Regions from separate parts of the Arachis hypogaea genome. Here region 1 is linked to region 2. Evidence: chromatin contacts called from public Hi-C data. All regions are on one chromosome and are shown on one strand. Each heading gives the region's core, a stretch centred on a gene start, on an enhancer-like site or on the middle of the called end of the contact. The rest is flanking DNA. Distances are from core to core; before and after follow the strand shown.

Region 1 (7,114 bases), core at 2,948-5,447, 76 kb after region 2:
GTTCTGTTAGTTTAAAAATATATTTCAATGGTCAGATTTTGTATGATACACATGAATGTGTGAGTTTTTTGTGTGAGAATCCATGTGTTATTGTTGTTCCTCTTTCAATAACATATAAAGGACTTAAGAGTGTATTCTGTCAGAGTTTAGGTCAGCAAGGCCTGAAGAGAGTAATTTTTGTTTTATATATGGAGCGCCTAGCTGGGTACATTGCTAATCAGGTTGATTCGGGCCTTTGGGATCCAGTGGCACTGATTAGGAGTGGTCCTAGAATTTCTCATCTCATGTTTGCAGACGATCTTCTTCTTTTTTGTAAAGCGCGAAAATCTCAGGTAGAATGTGTTATGCATGCCCTCCAAAGCTTCTGTAGAGTATCGGGGATGAAGATTAATTTGGCCAAATCAAAGGCCCTGTGCTCTAAGAATGTCAATAATAGAAGGAAGGAGCTTTTCACTGGTGTCTCTTCTATCCGCTTTACCCAAGACTTGGATAAATATCTTGGAGTTAATCTTCACCATGCTAGAGTTACTAGAGCCTCTTTTAATGGTACTGTGGATAAGATCAAATGTAGGCTTGCTAACTGGAAGGGCAGACTTCTCAATAGAGCCGGCAGGCTTTGTCTCATTAATTTAGTAGCAGCTTCCATTCCAACTTATCGAATGCAGGTATCTTTGTTCCCTTCCTCTGTATCTGATAAGATTACTTCTATGATGTAGCTTTTTCTGTGGAAAGAAAAGGTTGATGGAAGGGGTTTAAGTCTGACTAATTGAAATACAGTTGTCACCTCAAAGAAATTTAGTGGGCTTGGCATTAGAGATCCAGCTTGCGCTAATGTTGCTTTGATAGGAAAGCTAATTTGGCAACTCTTTAACTGTCCGGAGAAGCTTTGTGTCCAACTGATTTTTCATAAATACCTCAAAAAGTTTAATACTAGTCTATTTATGCCTCCGAAAAATGCATCTCATATATGGAGGAGTGTTTGCAAGGCATTTAATCTTTTAAGAGATGGTTTCACATGGAATATTGGTCCTCTTAACCAATCCTTTTGGTTTGGAAAATGGAGGATGGAAGGTCCCTTGGCCAAATAAGTGCCGTATGTTCATATTTTTTATTTTGAGAGTAATATCAGTAATTTTTGGGAGGATGGACAGTGGAAGCTTGAGAAGTGCCACACTCCCTTACCTGACCTTGTTAAACAGAGTATTGTTTTGTATAATCCAGATTGTCAAATGGGTGAAGGGGCTGGTTGGAGGTGGTCAACAACTCCTTCCAATATTTATTCTTCTAGAAATGGCTACTTGTGACTTTGTAAGCGTGTTTTCGGTTGGGAGGAGCAGACCAATTGGCTTTGGTTATGGCGGACCCGAGTTCCCGAAAAGTACAAAATTTTCATTTGGCTATGTATTCATAATGCAATTCCAACAACTGCTTTTCGATTTCATAGAGGTTTGGGCAGCTTTGATTTGTGCCCTCGATGTAATGCTGAACCTGAAATGATTTCTCACTGTCTTTGTGAGTGCCCCAAGGCCAAAGCTATCTGGCATAGTTTGAATTTGGAAGTTCACGGTCAACAGTTAGATTGCTGGTTGCGCAGTGGCATGAATTCCAATGCCTTCCTCTTCTCGACGACTATTTGGTAAATTTGGAGGGATCGTAACAATGATGTTTTTAATCCAGCTAATCCATGGAGAATGGGTAAGGTTATAGATCTCATTCATGCTTCTCAATTTGAACTTCATAAGTTCTTATTTATACATCATGTGTCTACTCCTTCTTATTTGCTGCTTTCTTGGTCTCCTCCTACCCAATTTTCGGTTAAAGTAAACTGTGATGCTAGTATATTTGGTGAATTTGTTAGTTTTGGGTGTGTACTGCTTGATTATAATGGCTCTTGGTTGTGTGGTTGTGCTGGTTCTTTACCACATGCTACTATTCTTCGAAGCGAGCTTTTTGCAATTTGATGAGGGCTAATTCTAGCATGGGAAGTTGGGTTTAGAGAGGTCACTTGCGAAACGGATTGTTTGGATGCTTTTATCCTTGTTAACGATAGAAACAACCAAGTGCAAAGTTCTAATAATGATTTGATGACTAAAATCAAAGAGGTCTTAAGCTGGAATTGGAGAGCAGAAGTCAATCTAATTTAAAGAGATGCCAACCAAATTATTGATGCTTTGGCTAAATATGTAGCATCTAATTGCATATAGCAATTGAAATGGAATAAGTCTTGAAAAGATTTAACAATGTTGTTGCAATGGGACTACGTCCCTAGTGTTTAGTGTGTTTTCTTTGTTTTTTCTTATCCTTAAACAAAAAAAAACATTTTTATTATTAAAAACTTCACGCACTACATATATAAACTAAAAATTTAAACTAATAAAAATGGAAACATCTAATATTTTATATAAATTTTTTTTAAAAATAACCCATACTCATTAAATAATAATCAAAGCTATATATTTTAGTTAAATTTTAACCTAAAAACCTAAATCACTAAAAAATTATATCCGAATTAAATAAATAATTCTATTTTGAAATCAATTATTTTAAATAAAACTAAAATTATTAAAATTTTTTAATAAATTATTTAAAATATAACTAAAATTACTGAAAACGTCTATTTCTCAAAAAAAGTAAAAATTAAAACAAAACTAAAATTCTAAAGCGACCTGGTTTTTATATAAATTATATAAATTCAAACTAAAATTAATAAAAATCCTGTTTTTTAAAAAAATTAATTAAATAAAATTATAATTAAAAAAATATATATACTAACATTTAACGAATAATATACACTAACATAATTTATCAACGCTAACAATTAATACTATTACTATAACTATAACAAAAAAAAATATATTTTTTAATTACTCATAATCAACTAATAATTAATTTATTTATCTACGTAACAAAAAATTATTTTAAAAATATTATATACTGTTTTCTTTTTTTTTAACTTTTAGTTCAAAACAATAGAATTAACCCTAACTAACTACTAATAAAACGTTTAAAATACTAACTTTTTTTAATCTTTCACTGGCTGCCATTTTTCTTGTTACGAAAATGTGGGGCTGCCCCTTTTTTGTTGTGAGAATGTGGGGTAAGAAAATGGCAACTTTCAACTTCTTCAAACAGAATGAATAACGAAGACTATAAAATGAAGAAGAAAGAATAAAGAAAAAAGAGAATTGGCGTTTTCATCGACGTGTGAGAAGAGAGAGGAATCTGCCACGTATTGATTATGCACAACAAAATATCAGTGACGTTTTCATCAACACGTCAGTGACGTTTTCCACAAAACGGCGTTAACGTCTTCTTTACGACATCTGACTTTTTTTCATAGCGCCGTTAAATTTTTCAGTTGGATCATTTTGGTGGGTAACACCACCTTTGGCCCAATATTAAAAAAAAATCCTTTGAATAGATATAGTGTTTACAAGCTAAGGTGCAATCTATTTATATTGTCGTATTAGTCTATTTTACTTAAGTTAATTAAGTCTACTAACCAACTTGGGTTGGTCTAGTGGTCATCTCACTCGTCCGCTTAAACAAGTGTCGAATCCTGTCTTGTGCATGCAGCAATTCATTGGGCATTGGCCAGCGACAGACCCTTAAATGGAGCTCAGATCCGCAACGAATTAATCCTTGACCTGTCGAGTTGGGAGATACCGTAGGAAACAAAAAAAAATTAAATCTACTACATTATCTTGTTTGATATAACATAATATAAATTATAGATAATTTACGTTGTCTACGAATTAGTAATCTAAATGATCACTTATATATGCTATAATATTCTATGATCATTATAATAAAATAATAAAAGAAATATGGTCATAAAATAGCAAACCATTAACATTATTATTGAGTAAGTCATGTTTTACTATTTGATAGGAACACTTATTAATACATTAGACGTATTTTTTCATAATAATTATTATTTAAAAATTTAATAAAAAAAATCCCAAACCAGGCTTTTTCGTCAACCACAAACCAAGCTTTAAGCCCAGATAGTCTGTTGAATGAGGATAGAGAAACTGGCCCAAACCTAATCCATTCTATTTATAATTTTCCTCAAGAAGAGAGTATAATCATCCTAATTAGGCTTCGGCCCAGAAATGTCCAAAATATTAACATACATACCATCCAAAAATAGGTTTTTTTTTAAATAAAACAATATAGACATTCAGAACTAGTCAGATTTCAGACCCAGGAATTCGGATGCACCCTGTTCCTTTGTATCTAGTCTCTTTCTTTGGGTTTAGGATCCGTTTCAATAAACAAAAAATTCATATCCGTACTTTTTAAAAAAAAAAATCTGACTTATATAGAATTACTTCAAATAATAATCTTTTTATTTCTTAGGTATTCTTTAATTTGGCAAGATAATAACTAATTCGATAAGAATCGCAGTTCCATTATGAATTTGTAGTTGGTCAATGAATTACTACATATACAAGACATGAATCCAATCTCTTAACACTTATTTAAGCATATTAGTAAGTTAGAGTTGATTAATAATAATTATTATTTTAATATTCAGGCCCTTTGTCTAAGGATAAGCCCAAATATTTGTTCACACGTTTTCTATTTTTATTATGCGCAAGTAAAATGATTCAAATTTAATTGCATAGGAGCACATGTGATTTTATTTCTTAGTTTTAAAATTAATATTGTTCCTTAGTTCAGTTAATCAATAATATAATACAAGAACAACACCGAATTCTTTCTTTTCTTCCTCACTCTTTTTTTAATATATATTTCATTGACATTACTCACATTATATCCAAAATAATAAATTCATAGGTGATATAGCTAAGCACATGTTTCTCTAGTATTTTGTGGTTGCATGTAGGATTTTTTTTTTTTTTAGTTACAAAAAATATATAGCCACACTATGTTGCTAAAACTAATATTTTTCAGTAGGTGTTGAAATGAGGTGGTCACGCTATCTAATAAATACGTATTGCTGTTGGTGTGGCGGAAAAAATAAAAAAATAAATAAAAATAGCAGAATACAGTAGGAAAAATTCTACCGTGCTGAAGGAAAAATTTTTCTTTATGTGCTGAAGAGACATGGCATTAGAAAAGTGGTGACACGTATCAGTGTTATTTTCATACTTTAAACAAATTTTGTGTTAAAGTAAAATGGGTATAATATATTAACATCATGAATATTTAGTATATTAGTTTAATTTACTTTTAATGATGATAATTTATTTATTAGGATTTATTAATTTTGAAAAATTTTGGCAACTTTAGGTTTTTTTGTGAATATTATCCAACAGGTAAGATCATAGGAATTACTCCATAAAATAATAAATTAAAACAATAATAATAACACCAATAATATCCTTTCAAATTAATAATAATAATAATAATTTAATTTTTATTTAAAACTATATTTTTGTTATATATATTCTCATATTTAACTTATATAATAATAAATATATTTTTACTTTCAAAGCAGAAACAAATCTAAAAATTTAATAAAAAATAAGTTAAAAATTAAAATATTATATAATTAAATATAATATTATATATTTAGTAATATATATAATCATAATTAATATTTTCTAATTAAAAGATATTAATAAGTGTTTGTTATATAAAAAATTATCTTAATTCTTATAATTTTTTTATTTTGGGTTCAATAAAATATAAAAAATTATCTATTTTTTATTAGTTTATTTTGTTGAATATTATTGTAACAATAAGTTATATTTTTATGTTTCATATCATAAATAAATATGTTATAAAATAATATAAATAAATTATTCTAATAATTTTGTTATATGCATTTAAAATATATTTTTAAATAAAATATAATTATTTTAATGAAGTTACTTAATATGTTATAATTTTAATATCATGAGAAAAATAAATAAAATTTAAAATAATTTACTTTCATGCATGTACTATAATATGTAAAAAAATTTTAGTTATTATAAATATTAAAATATTTTTATATGATAATAAGTGTGAAAATTAAGAGAAAAAATATTTAAAAAGAGAGAAAAAAGTTTAAATTTAAAAAATTTTAGAAATTTATTTAATCGAAAAATGATTGAAAATAATATTTATCTCAATTTAAAGATTATTACTTGCTTTTGAGTTTAATAATTTAATTATTTATTTAAGATAATTACTTATTCTATTTTTCAAATAAAATTATATAATATATAATAACTTTAAATATTTAAAATTGTTAACTTTGTTCAAAAGAATTATGCTTGCTCTCTTTTAAATTTGTCTCTTCTTAAAAAAAAAATTATTCAAAACTAATGAATAATGTTATTTTTACTCTGTTTTTTTTTTATTTTTGAGTTTATATCTTTTTATAAAATTAGATGAAAATCTATTGAACAATTAAAATTTTTTCTGCAACATTTTGGTTTTGTTAAATATAATTTTTTTAAATACGTTTCATCTAATTTAATAAAACCAAAATTTTTCAGCACAAATTTTAATTATCCAATAGACTTTCATTTACTAATTTTATGAAAAATATAAAATCAAAAATAAAAAAATATAATAAAAATAATACTAATAATTAATTTTGAATATTTTTTTAAAACTAAAAATATCTTTATTTTTTATTATTATACAAATTAATTATGAAAATATATATATAAATTTTGGCAAAAAAAAGAAAGATTTGGGGGGTGATATCCTAACTCTTTCCTGTTATTAGGCATTATTATTATTATTATTATTATTATTATTATTATTATTATTATTATTATTATTATTATTTTAAAAAAATATTATTTTTGTTATTATTAATTATTTTAGTTTATTATTTCATGGACTAATTTCTACCTGATAGATAATATTTACACAAAATTTAAAGTTGAACGTTTTACAAAACCAATAAAGCCCAACAAATAAATTATCATTCTTAAAAATAAATTAATCTAATATAATTAACATTCATGATCTTAACATATACTGCTTTGACATAAAAGTTATCTATCAATATAAAAGACTAGCGTCACCTTTGTTCTAGTGCCACACCTCTTCAGCACATGAGGAAAATTTTTTCCTTCAGCACAATAGCATTACCCATACAGTAATTGACAGGATAGTGTCGGGTAATTAAACAAAAAATTTGTAT
Region 2 (7,587 bases), core at 3,873-6,372:
ATTTTTTGCTAAGGTAACCTTATATAATTAAATGCATATGTAAAACTGTGTTATAGTGACAGTATATCAAAATTAAATTTACTTATCAAAAGATAAAAACATATTGAAAGAAACATTGCAGGAACATCTATAGGTAAGGAGTTAAATGGTAAGTAAGAATCATACTCTGGAGGCATATAGCCAAATGTACCAACAAGACGTGTCTGTAATGAAGAGCTACCATATTCAGTCAATCTTGTTAAACCAAAATCTGCAACCTGTGATAAAGGTAGTAAACTCAGCATTCAACTTTCTGGAAATGCATATCCAAATTCAACAGATTCTGGATCAAATCTATTGCAAAATAACAGTGATAAGCGCTCGATGCAACACAAACCTTTCCGCGAAAGTTTTTGTCTATCAAAATGTTTGCTGACTTAATATCTCTATGGATATAGACAGGAACTGTATGCTCATGAATGTATTCCAGTCCTCTTGCTGAATCCAGTGCAATTTGAACTCTAATAGGCCATGATAATGAATCCCTCCCTATATAGCAACTATATTAATTAACAATCTCCAAACTGAAACCAAAACTATGAGATCATGAATGAATTGTTCTTGTTTATTAATTTTACCCGAGCCACGCAAATGTTGACTTAGATTGCCATTCTCAATGTATTCATAAACCAAAAATAAGGAGCCTTCAACACAGTATCCTATTAAACGCACCTGCATAAGTAACATACATTAAAATTATGAATCCTTCACAATGCAATTTGAATAAGATGAAGCAAAAATTCACTCATACCAAGTTCAAGTGATGGACGTGTGTTAGAACCTTGAGTTCAGCAAGGAATTCTTTTGATGCTTGCATATCCATTTTCTTAATTGCAGCTTTCTGCAAAATAGAATTGCATCTCAATCTAGAAAACATTCTTATGATTTAATAGAGATTTTTAAACAGCATGTGACAGACCTCATCCCTAAGCTCTGCATAGTATACAGAACCAAAACCACCTTGACCAATTTTGTTAGCTATGCTAAAGCCATTAGTAGCTTTGGCCAACTGTTCATATGAGAACTCCACTGATTTGTCAACTGTAATACCGGTCAACCTTGGTGAAATCACAGGGGAAGATTCTGATCCCTTACTCAACCTGCTTCCACAACCTAAATAAGATTTATTTTTATATTCACATTTCAATTTCATCTCCAAAAGCAGAAACCTTACATTACATTATTACAAACAAGGGCAAAAAGTTGAGGCTAAAACACACTTATCTGTCATACATTCTGATAAGTATACTATTCAATCATAATGTTACTTGATTAACTAACTCATTAGTCATTAACCATAGTATCATCAGAATCATTAAGTAAAATAAAGCATGAATGCTTGAGAAACATTATAGCATTGAAAGAAAACAAGCTAAGAAAGGGTACCATGTTGGAGTTGAGTGAATTGATCATGAGGGAGAAGGGACACCTCAGCCACCACTTTCTTTCTTCTAAATAGAGCAAAATAGAGAACAAGTGCCAATAGTAATAATCCAGCAACAGCACCTCCAATAATGCTAGCAATGGCTCCACCAGAGATTCCTGTTTAAACAAATTGGTACAACAACAACAATGTTACCACCTCATAGCAAAATCACTCACCATGATTACTTATGACCACACTTAAAGAGTGTTAGCATCACCTGATCTGCAAAAGAGAGAGAGAAAAAAAAGGTATAAATGTTGCAGTTATTAGAAAAACTTAGAACAGAATTGACTCATTGCAAAGAATGGAATAATGTTAAAACCTAAATTGGCCAAACTATAAGCCTACCCCAATGGCAGTGGCGGAAACTTTCCATTTTCATCTGCATTTAAAAGCACAAAAGATCAGCAATTAATGCATACAATTTTTTTCTGTAGAAAATCAATCACAGAATACTTGACAATTCTTTTAAGACAAAGTTGATCTCAATTAAAAGATTTGCATGTCATATCTATATATAAGAAAAAATGAATACACCAAGTATATGCGTTTATTATTTGAATGATTTATAATTTTATTAACATAAACTGAAATTATATAATGATTAAACTACACATGTTTTAATTGATATTAATTCTCACTCATTAGGTGTTCTAAAAGGAAATACTGCCAACTGAAATTATCTTCTAACTTTATTAAACTAAAATATACCTGCTTAGCCGCCTGTCCAGGTAATATTATTGTTAGTGACATCATGTTTCTTCTATACTAAATAAATATGATATTTATTAGACTGGAGTATTGGAATTTAAGATTAATAACAGAATTTATTATTTTTATTAATATTTTTAATTATCAATACAATTTATTTTGTCAAGCAGTTTAATAATATTTTTAACCTATATTTTTAAACATTATTAGTTAACAGCCAAATAAATAACTTTAGCAACAAAGGTGAAAAATTTTGGTTTTCAAGAGAGCTGATAGATTTTTTTTTATTTTGACCAAAAATAATAGAAAGACTCAAATATGCAATTTGTAAATAAGTATGAAGAGATTATACCATTTTGAACTGATGAATATCAACAATAGTATAATAAAATTACATATAATATCAAACAATAAATCTTCTTGACGAAGTGACAAATTTTATTGCAATTCTGATCTATGTCAATTTGTTTTGTTTCATAAGAAATTATCGTCAGGCTAAATAAGAAGCGGACAAATATGAACGAAGCGTGATCTCTATTATTATTATTATTATTATTATTATTATTATTATTATTATTATTATTATTATTATTATTATTATTATTATTATTATTATTTTAACAACTCTCGGTCTCCAAACCTATTATCAGAAGGGATCATAAAAATAATACACCAGCAAGATTTTTTTCATTCCATTATTTCGTTTCATTGCTAGACTAATGATTGCCGTTAATAAAATAAAATTAAAATGTATTTTTTATTTCTGTAAGTTGATAGTTGTGGAGATCATAATTGTCAACAACAAATCCGTAATCGAATCGATTAAACTATTAATTTACTAATTTAATTAGTGAGTCATTAATTGAATTGTTTAATTATAATTAATAAATATAAAATTTAAAAATATAATTTAATTTAAATATGTTATGTACTTAGAAAAAACAAATATAATGAAAACCAATTTGATCCCGTGGCACAAAAAGAATTATGGAGGAGGCTTTTTTGTTAATGTTGACTGATTTTAATCTCTTTTCTTCCTTAAATAGTTAGAATGTTAGACCGGACTAATTTAAAATTGGATTCACCCATTTTCAGTCGAATTTTTTCAGTTGAACTGATCCATCTCGTCCAATTTTAACAATTATGGTCGAAATTATTGTTTTCCAAAACGGCCGAATATACTGAATCAAAAGGAGAATATATGCCTCTTATTCGTTGAAATAATTAAATATACGTTTTTAATTAAAAAAAAAATGCACGTAGACATTCTGTTTGGACCTCACGAAAGAAGAGGAAGTCGTAACCCTCACCAAAGGCGAGAAACCACCGTCTCGGCGAGGAAGTCTCAACCTTCACTAAAGATGTTTGAAACTCATGTACAAACTTAAAACACCATTCAATTTCAAGCAAACGGTTTCTCAAATATATAAACCAAAAAATAATTTCCACACCATACATGATCTGCCTTGAAATTAAAAGAGAATTTTGTGAAGAGGAAGTATGGTATCATGATATATCCAAAAGGTAAGAATTTGATTTTTAGTGTAAAATTAATTTAAATTTTTAGGATAAGTGATTTTATAACATCAAATGTTTATTATCCTAATATTCGAATTATTATTTTAGATAATATAAAATATAGATGATGTTCATCTTTTAATTCAATAGCTCATTATACATATTTTATAAATATTTTATTCGCTCCCAAAACTTTTTTGTGAATCTGGCCAAAGCCAAACTAGAGCTATACCTAATAATAATTAAGCGCACAAAAAATACAACTTCACATACAGTTGAAAGGCCAAAATTGGAACCAATTTTCTATTTATTTATTTATTTATTTATTAAAGTGCAACTATTTGTCTGAAGATATTTTTATATAAAATAATTATTAAAAGCAGTTAAATAATTTAACATATTTAACTATATTAGTTAACATAACATGATAACATGTCTTTTCATCTTAATTTGTTATTTTTATGTGTTATCACTAAAAGTTCAAATGTTTTTAAATTTAAAATTATAAAAGTTAAAAATTTAATTCAATTTTTAAAATTTTTTATATTATTATTTTAAGTGAGTTAATCGATTTTATAAAATGTATATTAGATCTGATGATTTTATTATAATTTAAATATTACTATGATTTTATGTTTTACTACTTAATTTATTTTTCTCTATTTTATATATGACCAGTTGCATAAGAAAAATGCATAAAATACAGTTACACGTACCTTTGGCCGGCACAAAAACAATCCCATTCCCGGCACCAAAATCAGAGCCCTGATTGTACCTCTGCAGCAACTCGGCCGGCACGGCGGATTCGGCCGCCACCGTCTTCAAATCCTGGCCGATCCTAAGGGGATACGTGGCAAACAATCCATAATCTTTAGACACATGTATATCTCCGCAGGAACAATTTACAGTGACATTGATCTGAACACCATCAGGAATGTTTAAAGCTGGATAGCTATTAACCCTACTCAGCCACTCCTCAGTTGTGAGGTTTGAGAAAGCAACATGAGCAATGTTATTGTACGTGTCACCGCGATGTGTTTCGTATGAAAAAGTGTGACCTAAGAAATCACCGTTCAAGCAGTCACATGAGAAGGGAACGTTGATCCTTTCTTGCTTATCAATGGAATCTGGGTTTTTTATTTCAGGGTTGTATTTCAGAATCTCTGACTGTGGTTTTCCGAAGATGGTGGTGATGTAAGTGAGGTTTGTTCCTGGCCATAGGTAGTAGGAAGCTAGTGCAAGGTTGCACCCAGAACTGCATTTAGCTTCGGATTTTGTGGTTGTGGCAGGGAACAAGAGAAGATAACAGAGAATATGGAGATCAATCAATGGAACATGCTGCTGTTTTCTTGCGTTTGGCTTTCTGCTCATTTTTGTGCTTATGGGAATGGAAAAATCGTTGAGAAGTTGGACCTTGGACGAATATAAATATAACTAATTTATATGTGTTATGTAAAAATTACTAGAATATATAAAATTTAATATATTGTTAATATTAGCAAAAAATTGCTAATATTTTAGTATTTGTGTTTATTTAAATTGTTTTGAAGCATTGTCATGTTTAATTTAAAATTGGATGTTTGCGTGGAGAATATGACTACTTAAGCTTCATCTGGAAAGGGAAGCAAGCGTAACTCCAAATGGGCGATTTTCAAATGTTTAATAGTTACAAAAGGTTAGTACAATGTGAATAAATAAAAGGAGAAAAATGTCGCTTTCTAAAACGCTATCAAACTAGGTATTATAAAGAAAATGGAGATGGTAGCGAATTTCACACTTAAATCAGTTAGAACCTTATACAGTATACTTCAAGTGGATAAAAATTTCTCAAGTTTTATCTGTGTGTAAATTTTGTAATGGTATATATCATACTCAACAGATTTTATTACATGCTCTCATGTGTTCAATTTTGTAATAATGTTGATGATTTCCTTGAGCAGACACTCGTTGAAAGATGGGGACAAATTCTCTGTGCCAGTATGATGAGAGAATCATCAAGACATAAGAACTTAGTTAACCACGTCTACCGAGCTACTTGAATTATTATAGGTACTGCAAAAATGATTTTGAATGGAACAACTTGAAGCGCCTAGCTTTTAAGGTTTGTAATTCAATAACGTTTTCATTGTATTCAGAATGTTGATGATAATGCTAAAATTTATTCAAATTACCATATATATAAATGCAACTGATTGTTCCTGCCTTTATTGCAGAAACCACTCCTGTTGAAACTGAGAAGTGAATAGTCCCAACAACGATGTGCAAGCTTCATTGTTTCTTGTCACTCTGTTGCTGCATATAAGAGCAAAAGGGTTAAGATATATAATTGCAGTAAATGCATTTGTTTCTGCTTTCTTTACCAGAAAAGCACAAGATAGTTGTGTGAAAAATGTGTATCTCACATCAAACTTGAATGGAGGACTAAATCTTTAAAGTAGTCCTTTAAATTAACAATTTTTATTATTTTAGTCCATCAAATTTAAAATTATCTATACTGATTCTCGAGATTTAGTTGTGGCCACTATATTGGTCCTTGGACCCTTTTTAGTATTGAATCAGCAAATTAAATAATGAATTGGCTCCGACTTGTCATGCTAGACACATGGCTAAAGAGCATCATTTTGTTTTGCCACTTAAACAAGGTAAAAACAAAAAGAGGAAGAAGAGTTTATATGATATACAAATTATTATATCTCGCTTTATTCTTCAAAAATAACTTCGTTTTTATCTTATTTAAGAGCTAAAATCAAAAGATACTATTTGATAGCTCAGTATTTCGTTCATTGACTTAACGCTAAAAAGAATCCAAGAATCAATATAGTGCCTAAAATTAGATCTCAAAGACCAATATAATAAATTTTGAATCTAATAAATTAAAATAATAAAAATCGTAAATTTTAGAGAACAGTGTGAAAATTTAGTCTTGAATGGAGATTAAGCAGATCAGCAGAAGGCATTACCTCAACATAGTGATGGAGATCACTTGAGGCATGAATTCCCCCATTGCTGATATACGAATGAGCGTCATAGGCCCAAAGATACCAAAAATACAAACAAAACAAAAACCCAACACAAAGTCACAAACAAACAAAACAAAGAATTCTTTTATCTGTATGCATAGTTGCAAACTAGCTATTTTTATTTTTATTTTTGACTTTGGTCTTACTGCAATGTCTATTGGGCTTCTACGCTCAGTATCGATTGAGGTTTTTCGTTTCAAATTAAATAAATTGACGTAAATTCAAGTGTCCAGACCCAGGATCCCCCCAAAAACGCGTTTATACAAAAAGAAGTGCAGTAGACATCACTTGTTTTCTTTGGACGTGAGACATCACTTGTTAAACAATGTCTTTCCCAGTCCAAAAAATATCATTCTTCTTTGGGTCTTAGGCCCCTTATGTTATCCCCCCAAAAAATAAAGAGGGAATGCATTGTTAAACCTTGAACAAATTCATTCCGATGATACCATTTTGGTTAGGTTAACTCAAAAAACAAAAAAAACCATTTTCTTAGGTTAGGCGAGTTAATCCACGAGGGTCACGTGTGTGCCGCCACGATCTCAAAGATTATACATTTAACATTTTTAAGAGGGAATGCATTGTTTCTTCCATGCACTTCTTGGGGTCCAAAGGTGAATGATGTAGTAATTAACAGAAGGCATAATAATGATTGTAGCAAATCAAATCAAATGATCTTTGGCATGGCACGCAATCTATTTTGAACACATGACAAGGATGAATATGAATGGATGATAAGCAATGTTATTTAGTAGTATATTGGGAGTAAATTTACATGGAGCAACAACAACAATAATTCAAAGATAATTATTGAGGAAATTGAAAACAAGCTGGAACAAGAGAAGGAGAAAGGAGAAACAGCGGATAAGAGGAATA

What was found. A called contact is a pair of places that touch in the nucleus more often than the background predicts.
Region 1: a contact with region 2 is called in a Hi-C map of an unstated tissue, with 2.3 times the contacts expected there. The contact joins the enhancer-like site here to the promoter of LOC112795943 in region 2. A contact is called at or near these places in 4 of 8 Hi-C or Micro-C datasets (leaf and an unstated tissue).

The regions. Positions count from the first base shown.
Region 1 is chr4:5,282,669-5,289,782 of arahy.Tifrunner.gnm2.J5K5, forward strand. No RefSeq gene overlaps it. Among protein-coding and RNA genes, the nearest start is that of LOC140184279, 17 kb to the left of the region's middle. Within about 2 kb of position 4,198, at least 3 of the 3 cell types and tissues checked have open chromatin away from gene starts, as enhancers often do.
Region 2 is chr4:5,206,164-5,213,750 of arahy.Tifrunner.gnm2.J5K5, forward strand. It overlaps LOC112795943 (chitin elicitor receptor kinase 1), which reads right to left and starts at 5,123. Exons shown (of 12, transcript XM_025838165.3): 1 at 4,411-5,123; 2 at 1,814-1,847; 3 at 1,683-1,687; 4 at 1,426-1,581; 5 at 959-1,152; 6 at 791-880; 7 at 618-711; 8 at 377-528; 9 at 166-257. The coding sequence starts at 5,065. It overlaps LOC112795945 (a long non-coding RNA gene), which reads left to right and starts at 5,480. Exons shown (of 3, transcript XR_003198996.2): 1 at 5,480-5,553; 2 at 5,635-5,795; 3 at 5,908-6,157.